2 separate regions of the Rattus norvegicus genome follow, and region 2 is linked to region 1. A link is a contact called in public Hi-C data. All regions are on one chromosome and are shown on one strand. The core of a region is the stretch at or near the end of the contact, and the rest is flanking DNA. Distances in the headings are between cores, read along the strand shown. Region 1 has its middle 6.9 kb from the start of Trnat-agu23. Region 2 overlaps LOC108348835 (a long non-coding RNA gene).

Region 1 (3,606 bases), core at 333-2,832:
TGAGTCATTGTATCCTTTGGCCAGGTGGAGACTGCCCCGCTTGCTGGGGCCGGGGCTCCTGCTTTAAAATTCTAGTTACATTTCCTTTCCAGCCAAAGCCTTTTGGAGAAAGCTGAGTGTTCTAGATTGCTGTGATAAAAAAAAATAAAATGACCAAAACCAATATGGGGATGACAAGGTTTATTCAGCTCATACTTCTCGATTCCAGCACATCACTGAGGGAAACCACGGCAGCAGGAACCATGGAGAGATGCTGCTTGTTGGCTTGTTTTTCTAGCTTGCTCAAGGTAGCTTTCTTAAATTACCTAGGACCACTGGCCTAGGGGTAGCACCACCCATAGTGGGTGAGGCCCTTCACATCAATTGTTAATCACACACCTCACAGGCTTGCCCGTAGACCAGTCTGACAGAGGCATTTCTCTGCTGAGGTTTCTCTTCCTAGACGAGTCTAGCTTGTGTTAAGCTGGCAAAAGCCAAGCCCCTACACTGAGTGCATGGGCGTTCCTCTCTGCCACCTTTAGGATGCACGAGAGCAAACCTTACCCAAGTTACCCAAGAGTTCCTGTCACCACCTTAACCTTCTGCACACCTGCTCCAGGACCTTAGGTTAAGTAAGCAAGCCATCTTGCTTTTCTTCAGCTGTGATCCTGGACTGAGCATGCTCAGCAAAATACTTCTATATAAGCACGCTCAGCAGTGTGCCTGCGGCTAAAGTTGTGTTAGACAACTATTCACCAAGCTTCCTTTGTTCAAGGAAAGTATTGGTTTGGCATAACTGATCTGTGGCAGAGAGTAAATCTTTTCCTCTCTTATTCCTTGGCTGTGCTTTTGTGCGTGTGTATGTGTGGATGTGCATGTGCGTGTGTGTGTGTGTGTGTGTGTGTGTGTGTGTGTGTGTGTGTGTGACGAACGTGTGTGCTCCCTCTTCTTGGACATTGCTTTCTGTACCCTCCTTGGAGTGTTCCACATGCTTCTGCCCACCTGTGTATCTACTAGTCTATGTTATGATCCTCCTAGAGCCTGTCACCATCAGATGCTCTGATAATAACTCTGAGCAGACTGGGATCTCCAGGCAGTTCCAGGATACCGTCCAGCGATGGGCAGTCGAGAGACAGTTAGACAAAGCTAATTTAACATGACCAACACAGGTAAGACACGTGGTCATTTATCTACTAAATATCCATGCCCTCCATGTTTGCTTTTTCCGGGGCCTTCTCAAACACCTGACCTTGGAGAGTGGTTGCCTCCCCTTAAACTGTGAAGAGAGTGGAAAGACAAAGCCATCTTTCAGGGAAAGATGACTCACACCTGTTTAAGAGTCTGCCCAAATCCCTGTGTCCTTCCTGTCTGACAGCCCACTCTGGGATGCAGGAGGACGGAAATCAAGATTAGGAGAGCGAGTACACACAGGCTCAGTTTTGGACTTCAGGACCTAACCAGAAATGCTTGCTTTCGATAAACTTGACCTAGAGTGGGTTTGTGATATCGTGTTTTCTGAAATGTCTGTGTGCTCTGGGCGTTCGGGCCAGTGAAGCCATAGCCACCACACCCACGGCTTAGGCTAAAAAGCAACTTTGACTCAGTCAGTAGCTGTTGAAATTTGTTGCCCTGTAACACAGTATTACGCTGACAATGGCCTGCTGACGTCAGTCCCAGGCAAGTGGCATTTGCCTGCCAAAAAGGGCAGAGGCTGGGTTAGAGCTTGTTGTATTTAGAATGGGAGCTGGGTCAAACTGACCGCCTGTGGGTCTGGAATTACCTTCACAAAAAGGAAGAAACAAAATGTTCTGCTAAGGGTTGCCTGGCGTGGGCACTGGGCAGTTCCCTTGGCCCCACGGAAGTGGCTCTTCTCTTTGAAAAGCGGTACTCAACTTTCAGCCTCCTCCTCCGAGGTGCACAGAGTGGCCATCTGCAAGTCCATGGGACTAAGCTCTGATTGACATCAGAGCTTCCCTGAAACAGGTCAAGGGGTAATCCTACCAGGGACAGGAATGCTTCCTGAGATCAGTTCATCTGTTGGGGAGGGTCGAGGTGGGCCTGCAGCAGTGTTCTTAATGGGCAGGGAGGGAGCACCAAGTGTGACCCGAGAACAGGATGTCATTTTAAATACATGTCGATTGTCTGGTTGGTTTCAGGAGTTGGGGATTATCTGACCCCTTTACAACACACTGAATTCTTGATACCTCTAAAGCTAAACAAAGCTACAAACCTGAAGGACAAGGTTTCAAAACTAAACACTAAGAGAGAGGAAGTTATGGCTGGGTGGGTCAGCAGGTAAAAGCCTATGGTCAAGTCTGAGTACCTGATTGGTTCCCAGGACCCACAAGGAGGAAGGAAATAACTCTTACAAGTTGTCCTCTGACCTACACGCGTGCGCGCGCGCGCGAGCGCACACACACACACACACACACACACAACCAGACACACACACACAACAAATACACACATATGCACACATACACACACCAGATAAACACACATACATACACAACCAGACACACACACACACAACAAATACACACATATGCACACATACACACACCAGATAAACACACACACATACACAACCAGACACACACATACACACACCAGACATACACACACACCACACACATATGCATACGCATACACATATAACACACACACCATACACACATACACATGCACATATAACACACACCACACACACATACACATATAACACACACACCACACACACATACACATACACATTTAACACACACATACCACACACACAAACACACACACACCACACACACACACACACACACAACCAGACACACACACACAACAAATACACACATATGCACACATACACACACCAGATAAACACACATACATACACAACCAGACACACACACACAACAAATACACACATATGCACACATACACACACCAGATAAACACACACACATACACAACCAGACACACACATACACACACCAGACATACACACACACCACACACATATGCATACGCATACACATATAACACACACACCATACACACATACACATGCACATATAACACACACCACACACACATACACATATAACACACACACCACACACACATACACATACACATTTAACACACACATACCACACACACAAACACACACACACCACACACACACCACACACACACACAATGTAGTTCAAAATATTAAAAGAGATGTGTGTCTGAGCTGTAAGAATGGGAGGGGCTAAGCCAGGGTCAGGAGTACTTAATGTGCTACCCTACCAGCTGGACAGGGGGTGTGGCACTGGGTGTGGAGGCTCCATCGTCACACTGGAGTTGACTGGCCACCCTGATCTTTGAGGTGGACCCTGCCCTGGTGTGCCCAGGGACTTCACAGAGAACACCTGTGTCACTGTGTCTCCCGGAAGGGAATGTGGTGGTGGGATTGCACAGAGGTAGAAGACCATGGATTCCTATGGAATCCAGGGGTTCATTTCCTTGACTTGCTCATGGGCTTCTCAGTGCTGGGGGTAAATCTACAACCTCACAATGCTAGGCACGTGCTCTACGACTGAGGTAAAGCCTTGTCAACCTGGTTTAGTCTCCTTTGAGCCAAAGTCTCTC
Region 2 (3,644 bases), core at 948-3,447, 98 kb after region 1:
AAGACCCATTTCCAGAACCTGCAGAGGATAGGTGCTTCGGTTCCTGGGGCGGGGACTCCAACCGCGCTGAGGAGCCTGGGAGGAAAACCTCTAAAGCTTACTAGTGAGTGCCACACATCATCGCCCCTACTCACAACTAGTCCTCATGGCTTGTCCTAACACACCACCCAGAGATGAGGACTGGAACACACACACCGATGGCGGCAGACTACATCAATCCTGTACACGTGGCGTTTTCCATGCTCAGACATTGCAAAGGAACTTTGCACTAGAGTCTTCCTACTTGACGTTCTTGACAGACCAACCAGGCATGGCTCTCAGCCAGTTTTAGTGTCGGATAAAAATTAAAAGTCTTCCAGATATGTGTCTCGCTCTAATTTTTACTGGTAGCTTCCTCTGTGCCATGGCCTTACCGTCAGCCAACCTGGCAACCCTGTCGTGCCAGGGCTGTGGAAAACCCCAGATGTCTGGCAGCCACTTAGTTACCCTCCGCTTTGTACCTCACTCTAGGGGACAGGATGAAGGAGGACGAATTTGGAGCGAGACTGCGGAAGCCCAGCTTCTCGGTCTCTCTGTGTGGCTTTTGTCATTATCTATGAGCCAAAATTCAATATAAAACTGTATAATAGTTTATTCCAACAGATTTTTAAGGGGGGGGGGAATCTCTAAGCGTGATGTAGACCTTAATGCTTCTTCGATTTTCCTATTCACTTCTTTGCCGCAAACGCTGAAGTATGGCTCACTTCCATGTCTGAAGCAAATGGGGACAGTGCTGGATCTCCTGGGAAGACAGTACTGCAGAGAGCTTTGCAGATGAGAAAGGTTGAAGGCCTTCAGAGAAAAACATCCTAGAAGGCAATGTGTTGGGAGTCTGCTGTCTCCTTTCTTGCCTCTCCTTCCCCTCTGTTGCTAAATGTACACTCCTCCCACCTCTGGCCTGGGTGTGTCTGGCACAAATCACATTTGTATCTGAGCTTTCCTTTCCGTTTTTATTTTCTCCTTAAATGGCTTCATGCAAACAAATATTAACATTGCATTTTGGAAGTTTAATCCCCACTCCTGCCCCCCACCCCACCCCCCTCTAGAATTACTCCTGGAACCCCACAGTGCCCCAGCCTAGAGGGTGTTTAGAAAGGTTCCTGACTCTTTTCTGGCCTTCATTACAGGCTTTGATGCAGATCCTCACATAAGATCTATTTTCAATTGTGGGCCTATAGGCCACATCTGGAGGTGACCAGAGAGCATCGCGAAACTGGAAACATGAAATATTAGAACTCAAGAAAGTCTTTACAGAAAATGTAGGGAGAATGAATACAGGAGTACAGTTAATTCAAGGTTTATTTAATACCTTTTTGTTTTGGTTTGAGTTTTGGCCCTAGTTACACACTTCCCAATTTTAGAACCAAAAAAAAAAAAAAAGCAAAAAAGGGGGGATGGGCTTTTGTATTAAAAGCCTTTTCATATGTGCTTGCCCTGTTGTAGGCCCTGATGTCACACTGCACCAAAGAGAAATAGCAAGCTATCAATCAGTGTTTTTGAGCGCAATGATACCAGGGAGCAAAAGGCTCATTGCCATTCTGTCTTTTTCAGGTGTGATCACATGATGGGCGCGACTTTACCATCGCCAGACAGCTCTGCGGGCCTGAGCGCCTCATGCACTCCAGAAACATCGATCATCGAACGACCCTGGCAGGACCCTGGCAGCGGGGAAACCATAGCTAAGCTGCGACGTCGCCCTAACGACAATTCTCCGGGAGTCGCTGCGCCGCTGCAGAGTGGGCTGTGAGATGCAAATGAGCTAAGCCAGAGCGCCTTCTAATTGGCCGAAGCTCTTCTCCTTTCACCCCTCCCCCCTGAAACCTGAGTCCCTGTCCATAAATACCCTCAAGTCAAAAAAAAAAAAAAAACCTCCAAAAACACTTAAGAAATGGTGCCTGCACACGGGCACTTCCCCTAAAAAAGCAGCCTGCAGAGCGAGGGGGAGACAAAGGGACAATTCGGAACAAACAAGCTGTCTATAAACAGATATTCTCCAGTTAAACGATAAAATAGTAAAGGGATCTCCTTTAACAGAAAAATACTAAAAGTCCTGTGCTCGGCAGATTCAATGAATCAGCGAATTGTTTCTGCAACCATCTGAGGTCAGTTAAATTGACCTATCATTCCAGCTAACATTTCTTTGGCTTGTTACGTTTTAAACCACTCGAAAATTGGGAAAGTACTTGGCTAGCTCTGGAAAGGCCAGTGGGGGCCTGATGCCCAACAGCTTTGAAAGGCAGACTGAGAAACCTGCCCATAAATGATCTCAGTCTCTCCCCCCACAGGAATCTATCTGGGCGTGAAGGTGAAAAATGTCCACTTCACAGTTGTGGAAGTGGAGGCTTGCAAAAGCCCAGATAACAGAAGTTTAACCAATCAGCTGAATAACCGCAATGGTTCAGTCCGGCACTCTTCTTTCAAATCGGGTATCAACATCAAGTTGTTCTAATATTTGTGAAATAATCCGACAGCATCGTTTTTACATTTACAATGAGGACAGCAGTCACGTTATTGTTTGGATGTGAAATCCACCCCCATCCCCACTCATATGTTTGAACTCTTGGTCCCCAGATGGTGGCGCTGTACTGGGGAAGTTGTAACTGGGAGGTGATTAAGTCATGCTGGAGGAAGTGGATTACTGGGAGGTGGGCCTTGAGGCTCACAGCCTGACCTTGTTTTCTTCCGTGTCCCTCTTTTCTGTTCACAGCCAAGATGTGAGCAGCCCTCCTGACTTTCTGTGGCATTCCTGTGGCATTCCCAAGCCACAGCCAGGAACTACTCCCATCCTGTTGCATCGAATCTAACAAAGCGTGAGCCAGAGTAAATCCTTCCTTCTCCAAGTTGCTTCTCTTCAGGTCTGACTGAAGAGAAAGTTACAAACGGTAAACACAGGCACCAACAGACTAACACCTCGGTCACTCTGGAGTGAGGACCACGGAGGGAGAAAAGCTGGGGACTTTCTTACCTCACCCAAGCTGTTTCATGAGCAGTGTCTGCCTCCAGGCACAATTGAAGGCTGTGTGGGTCTTCCCCGGTCACACCCAGCCATAGAAGTCACTGTCATGTTGCAAACGGGGGAACTTGAGTCTGAAGGAGTCAAATGATTCACCTCGTATCACACAGATGCGATCTATACCCAGGCTTAGAAATTCCATGACTTTGAAGAAAATGTCACATTTTTTTTTCTGGTTTTTTCTGCTATTCCCAAACTCTTTTCCATGGCCTCTGTCTACCTATAAACTCACATTGTCTAAGACTTGTTGAAAAACTTTTTTTGTGAGGGATCCTCCCTAAAATAGTTCAGCTTCTAAACGAATTACTTCTATGTGGCCATCCATTATAGAGAAAAACAATAGTAGTGTTGTCAGGTGGGCTCGGTATAAGAGTATAAAGACTGGTGATCCCAGTCAACAAAAGGAGGGTCCTTCCAGCTGTCAGCACTGGCTCCCTGGAGTTCTGCCATGCCCACTGTGGCCTGGCAGGATCCTTTCTTCAAACTATGGAAGCTCTCTCGCCAATGCAGAGGGGTTGGGTGAAGATTGGTGTACCTGATCATGCTATGTACTCCTGGGCTCTTACACATACACAGCCATAAACAGAAAATG

Evidence for each region. A called contact is a pair of places that touch in the nucleus more often than the background predicts.
Region 2: a contact with region 1 is called in a Hi-C map of Schwann cells, with 2.2 times the contacts expected there. The contact joins two enhancer-like sites.

What each region holds. Positions count from the first base shown.
Region 1 is chr18:78,419,594-78,423,199 of GRCr8, forward strand. No RefSeq gene overlaps it. Among named protein-coding and RNA genes, the nearest start is that of Trnat-agu23, 6.9 kb to the right of the region's middle. Within about 2 kb of position 1,583, at least 14 of the 93 cell types and tissues checked have an H3K27ac peak or open chromatin away from gene starts, as enhancers often do. A contact at or near this core is called in Schwann cells, where this site is marked.
Region 2 is chr18:78,516,699-78,520,342 of GRCr8, forward strand. It overlaps LOC108348835 (a long non-coding RNA gene), which reads right to left. Exons shown (of 3, transcript XR_001842172.3): 3 at 1,335-3,644. Among named protein-coding and RNA genes, the nearest start is that of Zfp516, 55 kb to the right of the region's middle. Within about 2 kb of position 2,198, at least 75 of the 93 cell types and tissues checked have an H3K27ac peak or open chromatin away from gene starts, as enhancers often do. A contact at or near this core is called in Schwann cells, where this site is marked.